Linked DNA regions of Ovis aries: region 1 is linked to region 2. A link is a contact called in public Hi-C data. All regions are on one chromosome and are shown on one strand. The core of a region is the stretch at or near the end of the contact, and the rest is flanking DNA. Distances in the headings are between cores, read along the strand shown. Region 1 overlaps L3HYPDH (trans-L-3-hydroxyproline dehydratase). Region 2 holds the start of DAAM1 (dishevelled associated activator of morphogenesis 1).

Region 1 (3,482 bases), core at 515-3,014, 220 kb before region 2:
ACCTTGTGTGTAAATTTGTCACTTAAATTCAGGAGTGCAATTATTGAATTGTTTAGTAGTTGCACGTTTAGTTTTTGCCAAGTTAGTTTCCAGAGTAGGTGCACCATTTTTTGTTCCCATGAGGAGGGTATGAGTGATCTTGTTTCTTGCTCTACTTGCCAGTATTTGGGGTTCTGATAGGTGTTCAGTGATACCTCATGGTTTTCACCTGAATTTCCTTAATGGTTAGTGATGGTGAGCATCTTTGAATATGCTTATTTTAGCAGCTGTCTTCAGAGCATACTTGGTGTCACTATGGGGTGGACATGACAGATAAGAGAGCTAGGCGCAGGCCCCCCTCCTCTGCTTCTGCCAAAGCTGCTCCATTTTTTAAAAAAATCATTTTATTTATAGGGCTTTTAAGCAAGATTTTATTTAAATAAGGTTTCCTTTGTTAGAGAAAAAAAGTGTGAAATCAACTTCAGTTCAGTTCAGTTCAGTCACTCAGTCGTGTCCGACTCTTTGTGACCGCACGAATTGCAGCATGCCAGGCCTCCCTGTCCATCACCAACTCCTGGAATTCACTCAGACTCACGTCCATTGAGTCCGTGATGCCATCCAGCCATCTCATCCTCTGTCGTCCCCTTCTTCTCCTGCCCCCAATCCCTCCCAGCATCAAAGTCTTTTCCAATGAGTCAACTCTTCGCATGAGGTGGCCAAAGTACTGGAGTTTCAGCATTAGCATCATTCCTTCCAAAGAAATCCCAGGGCTGATCTCCTTCAGAATGGACTGGTTGCATCTCCTTGCAGTCCAAGAGACTCTCAAGAGTCTTCTCCAACACCACAGTTCAAAAGCATCAATTCTTCAGCACTCAGCCTTCTTCACAGTCCAACTCTCACAGCCATACATGACTACTGGAAAAACCATAGCCTTGACTAGATGGACCTTAGTCAGCAGAGTAATGTCTCTGCTTTTGAATATACTATCTAGGATGGTCATAACTTTTCTTCCAAGGAGTAAGCATCTTTTAATTTCATGGCTGCCTTCATCGATTTTACTGATTATTTTGTAGAAAATAACTTGACTTCCCACTATCCTAGGCAAAAATTAAATTCAGAATTAGAAATAAATTTGTTCAAATACATAAAATATATTCAGAAGCCAACCATTTAAGCCAATATGTACTCTTTTTGAACTTTCTAGTGAATCATTGCAAGCTGATACTAATTTTTTTTAATGAAAATTGTGTCTTTCACTAATTTAAAAAAGGCTAAAACATCTCTCATTAATAGTTTGGAAGACAATTTCCTTTCCTGCAGGACCAGCATATTAATTATCTTTCTACATGTCAGGCAGGAAGGGCACTAGTATGGAAGAATGAAAAGTGAAGGCTCTCATAGCCTGGTTGTAATATCTTAGATAAAATATACTTATAACACCTAACGATGATGGCAAATGCATGCAAAATGCTTGCATGTGGTCTGATTTTGTGATCCTATAGATTTGTTCTTAGAAAATAAAACATCCCAGAGAGTGTGAGTCATGCTCACTGTATTCTTCTGGAAGAAAGTTTCTCTGGACATAGTATATTTTAGCCTGCCTTTGCATATTCAGGTCCTCTTGCTTTTTCCTCAAGGGGAGATCTCTTTTGAGCAAGGCCAAAAAACTTGTCACATTAAAGCAAACAAAAAGCACAAAAACAGCGCTCTCCCTGCCCCACTTTTCCTAGTAATTTCACAGCCCTGTCGTGGGAGTGTCAAGAGTTGGCCTTCTTGGAAGGAGGCACAAGAGGGCATTATGTAGCCAGCTGATGCTAATTGGCAGGAACTTGGCTGGCCTCAGTGAGGCCATGTGAGGTGACAGGCTGCACTGGACAGAGGCCAGAATGAGCTGCATCCTCCTGGAGGATGGAGACACAGAGGTCACTCCATCCCCACTCCTGGGGAGCAGCACGACCTCCCCAGCCACTGTGGGAGGCAACTGAGTCTCTTGGCTGCCTGTCCATGTGCATGTGAATGGCTCTCCGGAGGAACAGGAACTGGCCACAGTGGAGCATTTTTCTCTCATGTCATCATCCACCCTGATCTTCTGCTGGGAAATCTGTGAAAAGTCAAGGATAGGCCTGGTGAAAAGAAAATTGAAACAAAACACATTCATGCATCTTTCTTCTGCGCCCGTACCTTCCCCGAATACTGAGGTCCCCATGGCTCTATTTGAGGCCTGCACACATGGTGGTCAGAAGGCTCTCTGGAGAAGTTCCATGCTGTTGGCTTGATTTTCCTTGTCTCTGTGTGTGGTAGAAGGAATTAGTTGAGGGGTGGGAATAATCTCTTTTGGAATAATGTTTTATGACCCCATTGGACCTTGCATTCTCTAGCACAAGCTAAATGTTGAGTGCTTGCATCAAGGTAGAACAGAGGCCTGTTGGCTACTACACTTTGGGGAAAAACTGCAACCTCAGCTCATGCCTCATTGGATTCTCCTGCCCAGGCCCAGTCAGAACCCCAGCAAAACTGGGAGGTAGAAACTGGGTGCTGGCCAATTCCACCTTTCCCATGAAGAAGTTAATGGTGTTCCCACCAAACTGACTTTAGCACCAGCCAGAGGACCCAGGACTGGCGACTGGCAAAGCATTCATTCTCTTTCCTAGAGAAAGTAGAAGGCCCTAGTGCCTAAGAGAATGTGAAACTTGAGCCCATCCCTAAATACCTTTGGAATCAAGGCAGTTACAGTACCTGTCTGGTCCTGGCCTTTCCAAGTAAATGTGGTTGTAAGTTTTAGCATAAGAGCATTGTTATTCTTTAGTAGTACACTATCAGTTTCTGTCTTGGTTTTAAAATAATCTACATGTATCAACAGTCAGAAGTGAGATACTTTGAAAAGAATGATTGAAAACTAAGAATGAGCTTTTATAAATATTATCTCATTTAATCTCCATAACCATCTGTCAGGAAGGTACTATTACAGGCTCCAGTTTACATACGTGGGAACTGAGGGCTGTTAAGCTTGAATGATTTTTCCCAGAGTCACAGACAGCAAGATGAAGTGATAGAAACTGAATATGGAGTTGGCTCCAGCGGGCTCAAGTTTAACCTTTCCGTAACACCACCAAGAAGCATGCTGGGAAGGGTTACGAGGACTCATGGGAGAGACAGCAACAGACTAGGGGGGTGAGCGTGGGGGCTGAGACTGGGAGAATTCTCCTAGGACTCAGCACCTTGCTTAGTCCTGAAGGATGGAAAGAAGTTAGAAGGGCAAGAAGGGTCAGAGGTGGGAAATATGATTAACCAGAAAGGGGAAGGGGATGTTCAAGTGCTCAAAGGCCAGAGGGATCACAGCCGGGCATAGGAATGCAGAGTGGTACTGTACATGCGGATCCTTGAATTCTGGTTGGACTGAGGGGTAAGGTGGTGGGCAGAAGTCGAGATGAGAATTAAAACAGGAGAGCTTTCTAATGCATGCCAGAGAGCGTTTCATTTAGAAGGTTAAGGGTAGCCAGTAA
Region 2 (3,438 bases), core at 448-2,947:
GAGCTGGGGAGACCAGGTATGGGCTTGACAGAGGGAAAGGGGTCTAAAAATTGTATTCAAGCTATTTACAGGGAATGGAGAGAGCCCGGCACTGTGAAACCGGTGACCAGGAGGGAGCAGCTGGGCCCAGGGCGAGCATCTGACCACACCTACTGGCCACGCCCTCCCAGCTGCCCGCAGGGCCACGACGAATTGAAACAGCAGTGGGAGCAGTTAAGATTCCGACGACAGGAGTCGCCATGGCAACAGGATTCATCTTGCAGGCAAACTCCGCTTCAATTCACTAGGTCCTTCCCGAGCCTGGGGAAACTACTAGCTCAACGGGAGCAAAACGGTCATGGGTGGCATTTACTCTTAATACTCTCCTTGAGCATCCTGGAGATAGGGGGCGAAGGGTGAGGGGCTCGGTAGTGAACGACGGTTGAAGTGTATTCGATCCCTGGGTCCACTAAAATATTTTATAGGAACGAGAGGCAGAATACCCCAATCGCAGGCTGAGAGCAACTTGAGAACAGAGCCTTTAGCAAAGGTTTGATGAATGAGTAAGAGAAAGGATAAGGGTGCTAGGGAAAGGATATCCAGAGGACTTTATTATATAGAGTTCATGGGCCTCGCACACGTCTCAATGCGGATCACAAGCAGTTGGATTTTCACCACTAGCTGTGAAAACCGATCACCCAGCCCTTCTGTTCCACTGCGACTGTTATCATTAGATTATTCAACTCTCCCCACCGCTTTACCACCGCCCAGCCAGCGCTCCGGGCAGAGGCTTCGTCCTAGCTCAAGTGCTCCTGGTCAAGTGAGCCATCAGTGCAAGGGGCACCAAGGTGTGCCCTACCCAAAGGGACGGGAGGCTGGATCGCCCTGTGGCGCCTCGAACCCGGTCCGCAGGCTGCGCAGCCTCCCCTCACCGATGTCCGCAAACAACCCCTCGCTCTTTCCGCAACGTGGGTTTCCCTCCTCTTTCTCATTTGAGACCTTGAGCTTCCAACTTCGCCTAAATTACAGTCACCCCATCCCTGTCGAATGAGTCTTGAGGCGAGGGTCCCCGGGATAGCGGGGATTCTGCTGGGACGCGAACCAGTAAATGAGTCCCGCCTCTTCGGTTACCACTCTAACAAGCCTACCTCGGGATTCTCCCTTCCAGAGCCTCCCGGGCCAGCAACTCCCGACAGTAGCAGTGCCCGCAGCACCCAGCAGAGGCCAAGAGCCCCAGAGCCCCAGCGTGTCATCAGCAAGGCGGCGAGTGGTACCCTGCTGGCTCTCTTGGCGTCCAAGCGCCTCAGAAAGAAAGAAGGGAGGCAACTCTGTCCTCGGGGCGCCTTCCCCCGGACTCGCCTTGCTTTGAGCCGCGCTTGCAGCCATTTTCCCAAACCCAGCTTGGCAGCTGGGAGCTGTCTAGGTCCTGTTCCCACCCAGACCCAACCTGAAGGACGGGTTTAATATTTACCTACTGGCCCGGGAGCTCCGGGAAGACAGCGGGAGGGCGTGCTGCGAACCCAGCACCGGGCCGCGAAGAAGCGCGCCCACCCCCGCGCCACCGCGCGGTGCCTCTTAATGAATGAGTGCGGCGGGCGACGCGGCACGTCCCCCTTACCTGAGCAGCCCCTGCATGCTGAAAAGGCGGCTCTGCGCTCCGGGTACAATGGGATCCGGTTAAACAGTTTCCTTCACAGCCGCTCGTAGGTTACCAACTCGCAGGTGACATCACCCTCTCCTCGCCTGATAGGATACAATGTGGCGCCCACTGCGCATGGACTCCCGGGCTGGGCCCGTGTACTCCTGGGAATCGTAGTTAACACTCCACAAGCAGAGCCTGGATAGCTACGCTTCTGAGGTTCTGAAAACTACACTTCCCAACAAACTTCAGAGCCTCTTCGTCCCCGCCCCTATTCCCGCCCCCTCCGCGACCCGCCCCCTCCCCGCCCTCCAGCCTTGCAGTAGTAGCGGTGGTCGTTCAGGAGCCGAGTTGCGGACTGCGCGGGCAAGAGTTGGGGGGGAAGCTCCCTGAGGTCGTGCCCTTTGACTTGACCTCCTCTAGGCCCCGTGCGGTCTCTGAGGGACCAGCAGGGTCCAGGCTACTGCACATCAGCCAGGCAACTCTGACCAACCCAGCTCTATTGGCCCCAGCTGGGAAGAGATTAAGCCTTTCACTGTCTTCCCTCTGCGCAGCAACTAACGAATAGGACACTCTGGTTTCTGGGTTAAATGTGATCCTGGAATTCCCCAAGTCCCGGACGATGAAGGACACTGACCCCGAAGGAAAGAAATCTCCCCGTGCCCCAGTTGGTACAAATCACCTGCCTTCTCTTTCCTTCTCCCATTTAACGGAGTCAGGGTGACCAGCCAGAACTCGGGGAACAGCTTAGTCGGCTGAGCTGACAGAATAACGCAGGGTGTCAGTAATAAAAATGCAGTGTAACAGACTAGATAGTCGCCGCAGCCCTTCGTCAGGGAGCCTGCTGCTGCTGCAGAGATAATACTATCGCGCAGCCATGCTTTTGTTCTTCTCTGCAGCAGACTTCCCGCTCTCAGGGCTCTGAATTTGCAGGAAGACAACATCCTTGCCTGAAGTTTTAATAAATAACACATATGTATACATGTACTCTTAAATGCACACACTTTCCGCTCAATGTATATACCATACTCTTCAAATTTTTGTATGACTTCAGCCAAACAACACATCATGCTGTTCAGGAATTACTGTGATATTAATAACTTATATGTTTAATTTAAAGTAAGCAAAAGGTATGTGGAATTCCGAACCTTCAGGAAAATTTTATTTTTAATATGTATATTTTTCCCATGGCACTTTATATTACTCAATGATCACCAAACGTTATGAAAAAGTAACATTGAGAGTAAATCTTTAGGTGTCTTTTTAAATGAAAAATAAATCAATACATCCAGTTATTCCAGTTGTAAAGGTAAATTGTAATGGCATTCAATATCTTAGTCACATTTAAGGATTAGTTCACACCCCTGTTTCCACTAGCAGAATGTCTAGAAGACCACGGTTTGTGGGGAGGGGGCGGGGAATCACAAAATTTCAAACAATTCTCCACCTAATTGTTGGTGAAAGTCTTATCACTCTTATTTTCTCATATCATTGTGCAAGAATAATGGGGTTCAAGAGAAAAATATTCATGGAACTAACTGAGGCTCTCAGGAAAGAGAGAAATGTTTTGTTTTTCTGAGGGAGAGATTTTAGCACTAAATTCTGATTTTCTTTTAACAAGCCAGTTTCTTACAGCCAGACACATTTTTCTCCACTGAAGGAAGATGACTTTGAGTATTGCTCTCCTATTCTGAGCTATTCCACCCATTCCAAATATTGTTTTAAAAGGAACCTAGACAATACAAATGTTCCACTGGCCAACAGATCAAGAGTACAATCAGTGATATTCTAGCTAATGGGTAGACTTAATGTATTGAAGT

The links. Hi-C and Micro-C count contacts between places; a contact is called where the count stands out from the background.
Region 1: a contact with region 2 is called in a Hi-C map of hypothalamus, with 4 times the contacts expected there. The contact joins the enhancer-like site here to the promoter of DAAM1 in region 2. A contact is called at or near these places in 3 of 16 Hi-C or Micro-C datasets (hypothalamus, skin fibroblasts and tail adipose tissue).

The regions. Positions count from the first base shown.
Region 1 is chr7:69,745,468-69,748,949 of ARS-UI_Ramb_v3.0, reverse strand. All of the region lies in intron 6 of L3HYPDH (trans-L-3-hydroxyproline dehydratase), which reads left to right. Among named protein-coding and RNA genes, the nearest start is that of GPR135, 44 kb to the left of the region's middle. Within about 2 kb of position 1,764, at least 10 of the 54 cell types and tissues checked have an H3K27ac peak or open chromatin away from gene starts, as enhancers often do. A contact at or near this core is called in hypothalamus, where this site is marked.
Region 2 is chr7:69,528,248-69,531,685 of ARS-UI_Ramb_v3.0, reverse strand. DAAM1 (dishevelled associated activator of morphogenesis 1) reads right to left here and starts at 1,697. Exons shown (of 25, transcript XM_060418108.1): 1 at 1,598-1,697.